3 separate regions of the Mus musculus genome follow, and all the other regions are linked to region 2. The links are chromatin contacts, called in public Hi-C maps. All regions are on one chromosome and are shown on one strand. The core of a region is the stretch at or near the end of the contact, and the rest is flanking DNA. Distances in the headings are between cores, read along the strand shown. Region 1 has its middle 4.2 kb from the start of Gm30536. Region 2 has its middle 11 kb from the start of Gm29679. Region 3 has its middle 33 kb from the start of Gm30536.

Region 1 (3,123 bases), core at 358-2,857, 360 kb after region 2:
ACACACACACACACACACACACACACACACACACACACACACACTGCACAAGCCTATGCGGGTGCACAGGTGCACATGCACACACAGGCATGCATGCACTTACACACACAAACACATGAAAGCAGCATGCACACATACACACAAACACATGTGTGCACACACATGCATGAAAACACATGCATGCACACACACTCACAGGCACAAATACACTGTGGCTGCTCAGAGTTCTGCAGTCACAGGAAATGAATCCTTTAACACTTCTGGAAATGTGGGAAAGCATCATGCCACGTCTTACCTGCAATCTTTGTGTATGTACACATGGTTTGTGTGTGTGCGCGCACATGTGAGCAGATGTGTTCACGTACACATGCACACAAGGAGGCCAGAGGTCTGTCTGAGTGTCTTCTTCTGTCATTGTCCACATTATAGAGACAGGGGTCCTTCACTGAGCCTGAAGCTCACTGTTTGGGCTAGATGGTCCCACCAGCGAGGCTCTGGGCTCTGCCTGTCTCTGCCTCTCCAGTGCCAGGACCACAGGCTCACATGGTCAAGGCCAGCCTTGACCAAACTCAGGTCCACTCAGGTCCACACACTTACACAGCAAACGCTTTACCCACTGGGCCGTCTCCACAGCCCTTTGATTGAAGCCTTCGAGACTCTGACCTGGGGGCCTGGCTAAATCAGACCTCTCGTCCTGATCCACAGGCACCACACATGCCAAGTTCACGGTAATTTATTGTGCAGCCAAGGAAAACTGAAGCAGCCTGCCAGGTGACAGGTCCCCTGCGGGCTCTGGGGAAACCACACTGGGCAGTCTAGACCTGCCTGCCTCTAACCTGCTGGGGCCTCTGGTCAGTCCGAAACACGGGACAAGTACATGCAAGAAATTCACTCAGCCACCAAGCTACTTATTTAAATGCCTTGAAAAGAATGAACAGGAGCTGACGCAGAGAGAAACTGACTGAAGAGCAGCCTTGCTACAAAAGCTGGGGGGCTGTCAGAAAAGGCCCATCTGAGGGGATACTTTGAAACTGAGACGACAGCACCCTTAAGGATAAGAAGGTATTGGCTATCTTAGATATGAAGGAGAAGCAATCTCAGCTAGGGAGACACATGTGCTAAGTCCCGGAGATATGAAACACTTCTCACTAAACACAGCTCCTGGTTATCTGCTGACGTAGCTGGCATGGTCATGGAGTAATACCACAGCTTTCCTGCACCAAACCGATGCTACGTTATGTCCACTCAAAATACCTCCCTCCTTGTGGTCCCCAGCACAGCTCCGGTGGTCTACTGTGTGGTGGGAAGGCTCTGCAGATGTGACCCTGCCCCCCCGGCTGGAGTCTTGGAGCACACAAAAACAAACTGGGGCACAGACACTCATGACAGCTGGGCTGTCTGTTTTCCTTTCCGACCCTTTTAAAATATATGTATTTGTTTTTACAGTTGCCTGCTATTTTGGCAGTGAGCGGTGATTTGCCATTAATGTTAGTGACATAATGCTGCTTTTAAAAATAAGCTTTATGGGAAGTTAATTGCAGACAGTGGAAGTCAGCGACTTTAAGTGAGCGTTTTGATGAGTTTTGACAAGTGTAGGAAACCTCATAACCACTGTGACAGTCACCATCTAAAAGACGACATCACCAGAGAAAACACAATCCCCTCCTGCCCGTCTTCCCGGCCCCTGCAAACCACTATCTGTCAGCGTGGCTTGAATTGTGAATGTTCTAGGATCACACGCAAGTGTAGCGGTTACACTGTGTCTGGCTTCTTCACTTAGCATAATACTCTTGGGATCTGTGCACAATGATGTCCTCAGCAACCTTATCCTTTTGTCGCAGTTGGCAGCCTCGTTCTCGGTGACTATCCATTCTCCGTGTTGATGGGCATCGTCATGGCTCGAGCTGAGCCTACCCTGAATGAGGCTGTTTTACTCTTCTGGAGGTTGCCAGGTCCAACAGTAAGTTCAGTCAGCTTTCTCCCATCCAAGGACTACCCAGGCCGACCCTGCTTAGCTTCTGAGATCAGGAGCATTTGGGTTGGTACGGCTATAGACTAAGGGCTTAGCCCCCAAAGGCTGAAACTGTTGGCTCATAATGTTGGTGCGCCTTGAAGAACCGCCATGATACAAGGTGTCTTCGGGTACACAGAAAACCTCTGATGTTTGTGTCGCTCTTGAAGGTCGTCTGTCACATGGTGGCTTTGCCTGAGTCTCTATGACTCAGTGGCCACACACATCTCTGAAATTTCTGATCAATGTTTTCACTCTTTACCAGTTGGGTTATCTCCTCAACATTGGATGGGTCCCTTGGAGCTCTGCCATCTGAGGCGTTGCCCACGGTCACATTAGTTAACATGGGACAAGGGACTTCATAGATGTAACTGAGACTGACAACCGGCTAGCCTCACTGTTTCAGTCCGTCCCACCATCCCACAAGCCCTCACAAGCCGACAGAGGAGTGCACAGACACTTGAGGTCTGAGGGGATCCCACACACGTGAGACGCTAGAAGATGGAGAACACGGGGTGGGGGGGCACAGAGCGAAGGCTTCCACCATCAACCAGAGACTTTAAAAGATGAGTGGAATGAGACCACCTTTGTGTCAAGACAAAGCAGTAAGGACGTTTTTAAAACTATCAATCAATAAGGTGAACACAAAGCCAAGCCAAAGCTCGAGAGATGGCTCAGCAGTTAAGGGCACTCACTGCTCTATCAGGAGACAGGAGTCCAGAGTTCCAGGACCCACATCAAGTGGCTTACCAAAGCCTGTCACTCCAGCTTCAAGGAATCTGAGGCTCACTTCTGGCCTCTGTAGGTAGACCTATATACACATGTGCACACATGCACACATACACACACACTCACACACAGATGCATACACACACACTGAAGTATATAGTTGGGGCAAGAGTTCCATAGAGCTTGGGAGATGGCTCAGCGTTTGAAAGTGCTTGGGATGAAAGCATGAAGGCCAGACTCCTGATCCCCAGAAACCCACAGAAATGGGAACAACCGGTGGCCCTATAACTGCAGCCTCTGAAGGCAGATGGGTGGGGGAGGGTGTTCTAGAGCAAGGTGGGTGGCAAGAACCAGCCATGCCAGTGAATTCTAGGTTTGATTGA
Region 2 (2,823 bases), core at 264-2,763:
TAAATGAAAAAATTGAAAATAAAAACAAAAGGGAACAATCAGTACAGTAGGTTTGTGCATACAAAGAATATTTACTATGCACCTACTACACACGCACTCCACAATGTGCACTAGAAATCACGTGAGCATAGAAAAGGGACCAGGAGCCAGGTAGACGTAGCAGCAGCCACTTTTCTCCCTACAAGGCTTCCTTGTAAGGAGCCCTGTCCTGTCTTCCGGCCCCACCCACCTGTCACTGGCCACAGCCACAAGCACCAAAGGCAGGTATAGTGTCGCTTTGGGGGGACAGAGACTGTTCTTGGAAATGGTTGCAACAGTTTGTGGCTGGGGAGCTCGCATGAGGACGCTGGAGGACAGAGTGTTCTGTGGGATCGGGGAATGTGTTTATCTGGGGGCACTTGCTAGGGATTCCGGTCTTAGTTTCTAAAAATCACATAAGTGTGTGTGTGTATGTGAGTGTGCACTCATTGTGTGTGTGTGTGTGTGTGTGTGTGTGTGTGTGTGTGTGTAAGTCAGTTCTCTCCCTTCCATCACATGATTCTTGGACATCAAACTCAGGTTGTAAGGCCAGGCAGCAAAGGCCTTTACCAGCCATATCATCACAATGGCCCAGATATTCTGAATTTAATGGTTAGTTCATGAAGGGGAGCCGGTCTCTATTTGGTTGGTGGTCCACTCAGTCAGTCTGGATCGCAGTGTTCCTCCAATCATGTGAAGAAAGACATTCAAAGGAGTCAGAGACGGGGCCCTTCAGATAACTTGCTTCCAACCGTTCTGTGCCTCCAGAGACGCTGTGCCGAACCTCATCACACCCCAGCTAACGTGCATGTTTGGCCTGTGGAGAATCAAATGGTTCCTGGAGACTGACTTTAAACCCAGTCAGGTGGTGAAGTCACTCGCTACTGCTGCTCCAGAGGTGTTATTTTACCAATCAGCACACCCAGCACACCCACCGACACCTCATTGGCAGCTGCGTGGGGCATCGTCCTATCCGGACCAGTTTATGAGATCTAAATGTTTCGAGTCTTCCCATTGGTGCCAGTGGTATGAGCCCGCACTTCCTCAGCCTGTGCTGACCTCCAGCCTTGGCATGAACTTCAAGAGCCTTTCTCTTTCTGTTCTGTCAGCATCACTCTGGCCCACAGTGTCGATGACACGTGGCTGTTTAAAGCCTAAAGATGCAGGATGCAAGCACGGAGTTGTCTTGCTGAGACAAAGACGAACCCTCATCTATGTGCTCAGGCAGCTATTACTCATGACTAGACTAAGTGCTTGTATATGGAGTTGTATAGAGCACAGCCATGCTCCTGAGTCCGGAAATTGCTTATGACTGTCCTCATACAATGCAGAGGGAGGGGGTGGGGGCTCACAAGCCACACTTTCAGGAATGTTAGTGACACTTTTAAGGGGAAAACTTATTGACCCTTGAATACGCCGTAGATCTGGGCCTTATGCTGCAGAGCGGAGGGCGGGGCTGAGAAGCCTCGTAGGCGGGGTTGAGATGCCTCATAGGCGGGGCTGAGACATTTCATAGGCGGGGCTGGTTGGGGATGTGGGGCGTCTAAGGGCGCCGCTGTGGTGTTGGTGGGAATGGCAGAAACAGTAAGAAACCAACAGGAAATACAAATCCTGCCTGCCTCCTCCATCTCCACCATCTTCCTGCAGGTCTGCAGTTGGCAAAGGACAGGAAGTCACGAGTAAATCCCAGCAGGAAATGCCTGGCAGAGGCCAACAAGAGGTCTCTGAGAAAGGGGACTGTGGTCGCAGAGACCCTGATCTTTACCATCAGATAGCACAGAGTAGAAACTTCCAGCTGACAGGTATTAGCATAAACACTAATAACTCCCCCTTTCCCCTGCTCAGCCCCACTCTAGGGGACTAGAGAAGGAAGACGCTTGGTAGGGGCGTCCTGCAGACTTAGATTCTAAAGTAGGACTCAGCTTTCAAATCTGTGCAATGGCCATGTAAATAATAACAGAAATAATGATCTGAAGCCCAACATCAGAACCTGGCACAGTCGTGCCTGGCATTTCTGGTTGCCAGGGCAGCAGGCTTACAGCACTAACAGGCTCTGGCATCGGGGCTGGCTCTGCACACCTTCACAGCGTTGGGTCTGAGCCTGTAATCTGGCTAATGTTACCATCCCCCTCTCCGGCACCACCATGTAAGCTCTCATTGTGGATGGAGCTCTTCCAGTGAGCTCTCTGAGCACCTGGAAGCCTGGGCCTGCTATCTTGGTCCCCACTAGTTCCTAGAAGGAGGCCCAGGTGTGCAGCGGAGACTCCATCTGGGACCTCCTCTAGCCCTCTAAGTTTGGAAATGTTTTGTTTTCCCCAACAGGAGGTGAGGGAACAAAGGGAAGGGGCGGTCACCTCCTCAGTGTCACAGGCTGAACTCGGCTGCCTTCGAATCCAGCCTCTCCTGCACGCTTTTGCTTCAACCTGAGTCCTCTCCTGGTGGCCCCTTGTCTGGAGAAGGCTTTCTGTAAGCCACTTTTTGCCAGTTCAGGGAGAGCCAGCCCCTCTCCCAGACAGCACAGTGGCTCCCAATGGCAATCTACTCTCCTCTTCATGTCAATAATAGCCCAAAAGAGATAAATCTAGCAATATGTGTGTGATCAGCAGCCTCGCAGTACCCCCCAAGACACAAATTTATGGGGCATCCACACTCGGGGGTCATCTTCCCAATAGTTTATAGTATCGAGCCTCCTTTATTTCCTCAGTAAATCTAATTTATATGGACAAGCAGATCAAGCCGAGCTGTTCCAGGCATTGGAAGGCTGTGAATCATTCACAAGGCTTTAGGAAACTTGGGGAGATTAAG
Region 3 (3,061 bases), core at 282-2,781, 330 kb after region 2:
CAGTAAAAGGTTTTGTGCTTGACTCCAGGGCTGGGCTGCTACAGTTGGACTAGGTTGGAATTACACTAGTGAGGAGGGGTGAGTGGCTGGAGTGGAGCAGAATGGGCTGGAGTCAGGTGGGGAGGGTAGAAGGATCTGATCGGTTGTAACCAGTTGGGCTGGACTGTGCTGAGTTGGGTTTGTTGAGTTCCACTGAGCTGGCGTGGAAAACTGAGTCACTGCAAATTTCATTCACTCTCCAGCTTTCCCATCAGCAGAAGCTGGTCCCTCTGTCAAGGTGATTTTCCCTCTCTGTTGCTTCCACTAGACTCTCATATGTCCCCTATCCAGACTCTGTGACTCACCCCCTCCCTACCGGGCCCCCAGTCTCTGTCCATCATATCCCCACATGCCTGGTGCCTGGCTCTGGCTTTCAAACCCTAAGCCCCACACACATTCAGAAATTGTTTGATCAAAGGATCAAAGTAATGACAAAGCCAGGTAGGAGGGCACCGAGGAGCCCAGGAGACACAAGCCAGGTATTTGATGTCCACTTCCCCCTTGGAGAAGATCAGCTCTAGGAGGATTGTGTGCCCTGACTTTGCCCTTGACCAACCCAACCCAACCCAACCTAATCCATCCCTCTGGAGAGGAGGGTTCAGAAAGCCTGTGGACACGGCCTTGAGGCCAAAATGGGAAGGGGAAATGACTCAGCTGAGCCCAGGAGGAAGGTCTCAGCTGGCAGATCCACATCCATCCAATGAGCGTGACAGAGTGTCTCTACGCACCTCCGTCTCTGCCCAAAAGCACAGGCCACAGCATCCATTGCAGACTTGAGCTCACGGGGGGGGGGGGGGGGCGATGCAGAGGGAGCCTGGGTGGATGGCAAATAGGGAGAACACAGTTCTTGGCTTCCAGAGATGACATACAGAAGCCACAGCCTAAGATGGCCATGAGCTTAGCCTATGAGAGGGAGGAAAGGGGTGATCTATAGTGGAGATCTACAGGGGTGATCTATAGTGGTGATCTACTGGGATGACCAGCCTGGAGGAGCAGACAAGAGAAGGAGGTGTAGCCAGAGGGGTTTTCTAGGATCCACAAAGCCCAGGGCACAACTCCTCCGCTCATGAATACAAACATTGCATCCTTCTGCATCCACACTGAACTTCGGGGTAGTTTTTGTTTGTTTAATGTTTCTGAATATTTGATGAGAATAATTTTTTTAAAAAAATATATAGTAAAGGGAAGAACTTTTAAAAAGTTGGAGATTCATCTCTGCCGTGTTTGAACCAGTTTCTCAAAGATAAAGTCATAACTATTTCACAAACATCAAATAACCATGTGTCAAAATTTTATTTAACTCAGTAGCTAGTGAAAGATCTGGGAAGATTTTAGAGACAATTCAAGTAGACTAAGCTGTCTGGCTGTTGAGCCCCCAGGGATCCTCCTGTCCCCACCTTGCCAGTACTGAGATTCCAGGCTCACCCCACTGCACCAGCTTCTCTCTATGTTCTCATGCTTACACCGACTGGGCAGGGACTTTCCCAGCCAGCCATCCCTCGGCGCTTGGTGTTTCTTTGATGTCTGTGGAGTGTGTCACGCCCTGTGGCCACCCCACGCCTGTCCTGAGTCTCCTGAGGTCTCAAGCAGGTAGTGTCTGAGGTTGACATCTTGCTGCTTTTAAAGCCACAGGTTCACACATCTCTTAGGAGCCTCACATCACAGAAGTGTTTAGATACTTTTTTTTTTGCATACTAATATTGTCCTTTTTCTACTCTAAGCAGTGTCCTGCGAGTCAGTTCCTTTGATCTGTTCTTGAGTATAGCGTTAATGGTGCCTATACTGGTTATTCTGTTTCTATACCTCATTCTGCAGTAAGAGAGCATCCTGAGATAAGATGTAGGAGGAAGGGTGGACGGAGAGCTAATAGTGTGGGAGGGCAGGCAGCCACCTTCCCATGGCCTACAGCTTCTGTGTTTCTCTCCCCGATAACAAGAGCCCAGTTCTTTTCAGGAGAACAAGGCCTTCCCCCACACACTCAGGAAGGCCTGCCAATCAGGGTGACTGGCCCCTCACCCAGGCAATGTGTGCTTTCTTCCTGGAAGCTGCTCATTAAGTGGGGTGACCAAAACATCACAAGCAGTTGAAACTGGCCCCTCTGTGGCCAAATCTGTTCCTGTTGCTCACAGAGAGCCCTGACCCAAAACGAAAGAAAACAAACCATGAACAGAAATACCATTGAAAAGGCTGAAAGGTCTGCTGGGGGTGGGGAGTGCCCCACCAACTGGGGGTGGGGAGTGCTCCACCAGCATGCATAGGGTCGCAGGTTCAATCCCCAGTAGAGGGGGGCAGGGAGAAAGGCCTACAAAGAATGTTAATGAAGTGCACTGGAGTGGCCAAGGAGGACCTGAGTTGGAATTCCCAGCTCCCATGTAAAAGGTCAGACATGGCTGTAAGTGTGCCTCACACCCCAGTACCGTGGGCATGGGAGACAGGAGGATCTCAGGGTCTGGCTGGCTAGCAAGACCATAGACCAAGACCAAGACATAGAGCAAAACACCAGAAGACATCCTACACACTCACACACACACACACACACAGGGGAGGAAAAATCTATTAATCTGGGGCAAAAGAACATTTAGTTCATCCTTGGACAACTACTCTCATTCACCAAGTTTTAGCCAGGTCCTCTAGGCTTCTTTGCAACCAGGCCTGAACTTTGAACTTTGACCCTGGCCTCACCAGACCTGCATCCCTGCAAGAATCCCCACCTCACACCTGCTTGGCCTATCCCCAGCAAGGACCCTGCTGATCTACCAAGAATTGATCCACACAGCGGGAATCCTTGAAAACCTCCTCCAGGACCTTCGACCTGCCTCCAGTAGTGAAACTCTACTGTTTTGAGGTGGCTAGAGTGGAGCCCTCACTTTCCTATTGTAACAAATGCTTGATGGGACATGCCACCCATGATTTGTCACAAGTCTGACACAAGATCTGTGTTTATGTAACCGAGCTCATGTGATGTGGTGATTAGCCCCTTTAAGAGGTGGAGCTAGTGGGAGGTTGTCACCAGCTCACTTCC

Evidence for each region. Hi-C and Micro-C count contacts between places; a contact is called where the count stands out from the background.
Region 1: a Hi-C map of bone marrow-derived macrophages shows a contact between it and region 2, with 24 read pairs. The contact joins two enhancer-like sites. A contact is called at or near these places in 3 of 15 datasets of contacts at CTCF or cohesin (embryonic stem cells, large pre-B cells and pro-B cells), 16 of 484 Hi-C or Micro-C datasets (the C10 cell line, the HL-1 cell line, bone marrow-derived macrophages and 4 more), 12 of 115 datasets of contacts at active chromatin or transcription factors (acute myeloid leukemia, astrocytes, embryonic basal ganglia and 6 more) and 1 of 9 other capture datasets (embryonic stem cells).
Region 3: a Hi-C map of bone marrow-derived macrophages shows a contact between it and region 2, with 33 read pairs. The contact joins two enhancer-like sites. A contact is called at or near these places in 1 of 15 datasets of contacts at CTCF or cohesin (large pre-B cells), 9 of 484 Hi-C or Micro-C datasets (the 63-12 cell line, bone marrow-derived macrophages, cortical neurons and 4 more), 6 of 115 datasets of contacts at active chromatin or transcription factors (T-cell acute lymphoblastic leukemia, astrocytes, embryonic basal ganglia and 3 more) and 4 of 9 other capture datasets (embryonic stem cells, embryonic tail, embryonic trunk and 1 more).

Annotation. Positions count from the first base shown.
Region 1 is chr2:166,188,630-166,191,752 of GRCm38.p6, reverse strand. No RefSeq gene overlaps it. Among named protein-coding and RNA genes, the nearest start is that of Gm30536, 4.2 kb to the left of the region's middle. Within about 2 kb of position 1,607, at least 7 of the 459 cell types and tissues checked have an H3K27ac peak or open chromatin away from gene starts, as enhancers often do. A contact at or near this core is called in bone marrow-derived macrophages, where this site is marked.
Region 2 is chr2:166,552,356-166,555,178 of GRCm38.p6, reverse strand. No RefSeq gene overlaps it. Among named protein-coding and RNA genes, the nearest start is that of Gm29679, 11 kb to the left of the region's middle. Within about 2 kb of position 1,513, at least 104 of the 459 cell types and tissues checked have an H3K27ac peak or open chromatin away from gene starts, as enhancers often do. A contact at or near this core is called in bone marrow-derived macrophages and natural killer cells, where this site is marked.
Region 3 is chr2:166,226,206-166,229,266 of GRCm38.p6, reverse strand. No RefSeq gene overlaps it. Among named protein-coding and RNA genes, the nearest start is that of Gm30536, 33 kb to the right of the region's middle. Within about 2 kb of position 1,531, at least 37 of the 459 cell types and tissues checked have an H3K27ac peak or open chromatin away from gene starts, as enhancers often do. A contact at or near this core is called in bone marrow-derived macrophages and natural killer cells, where this site is marked.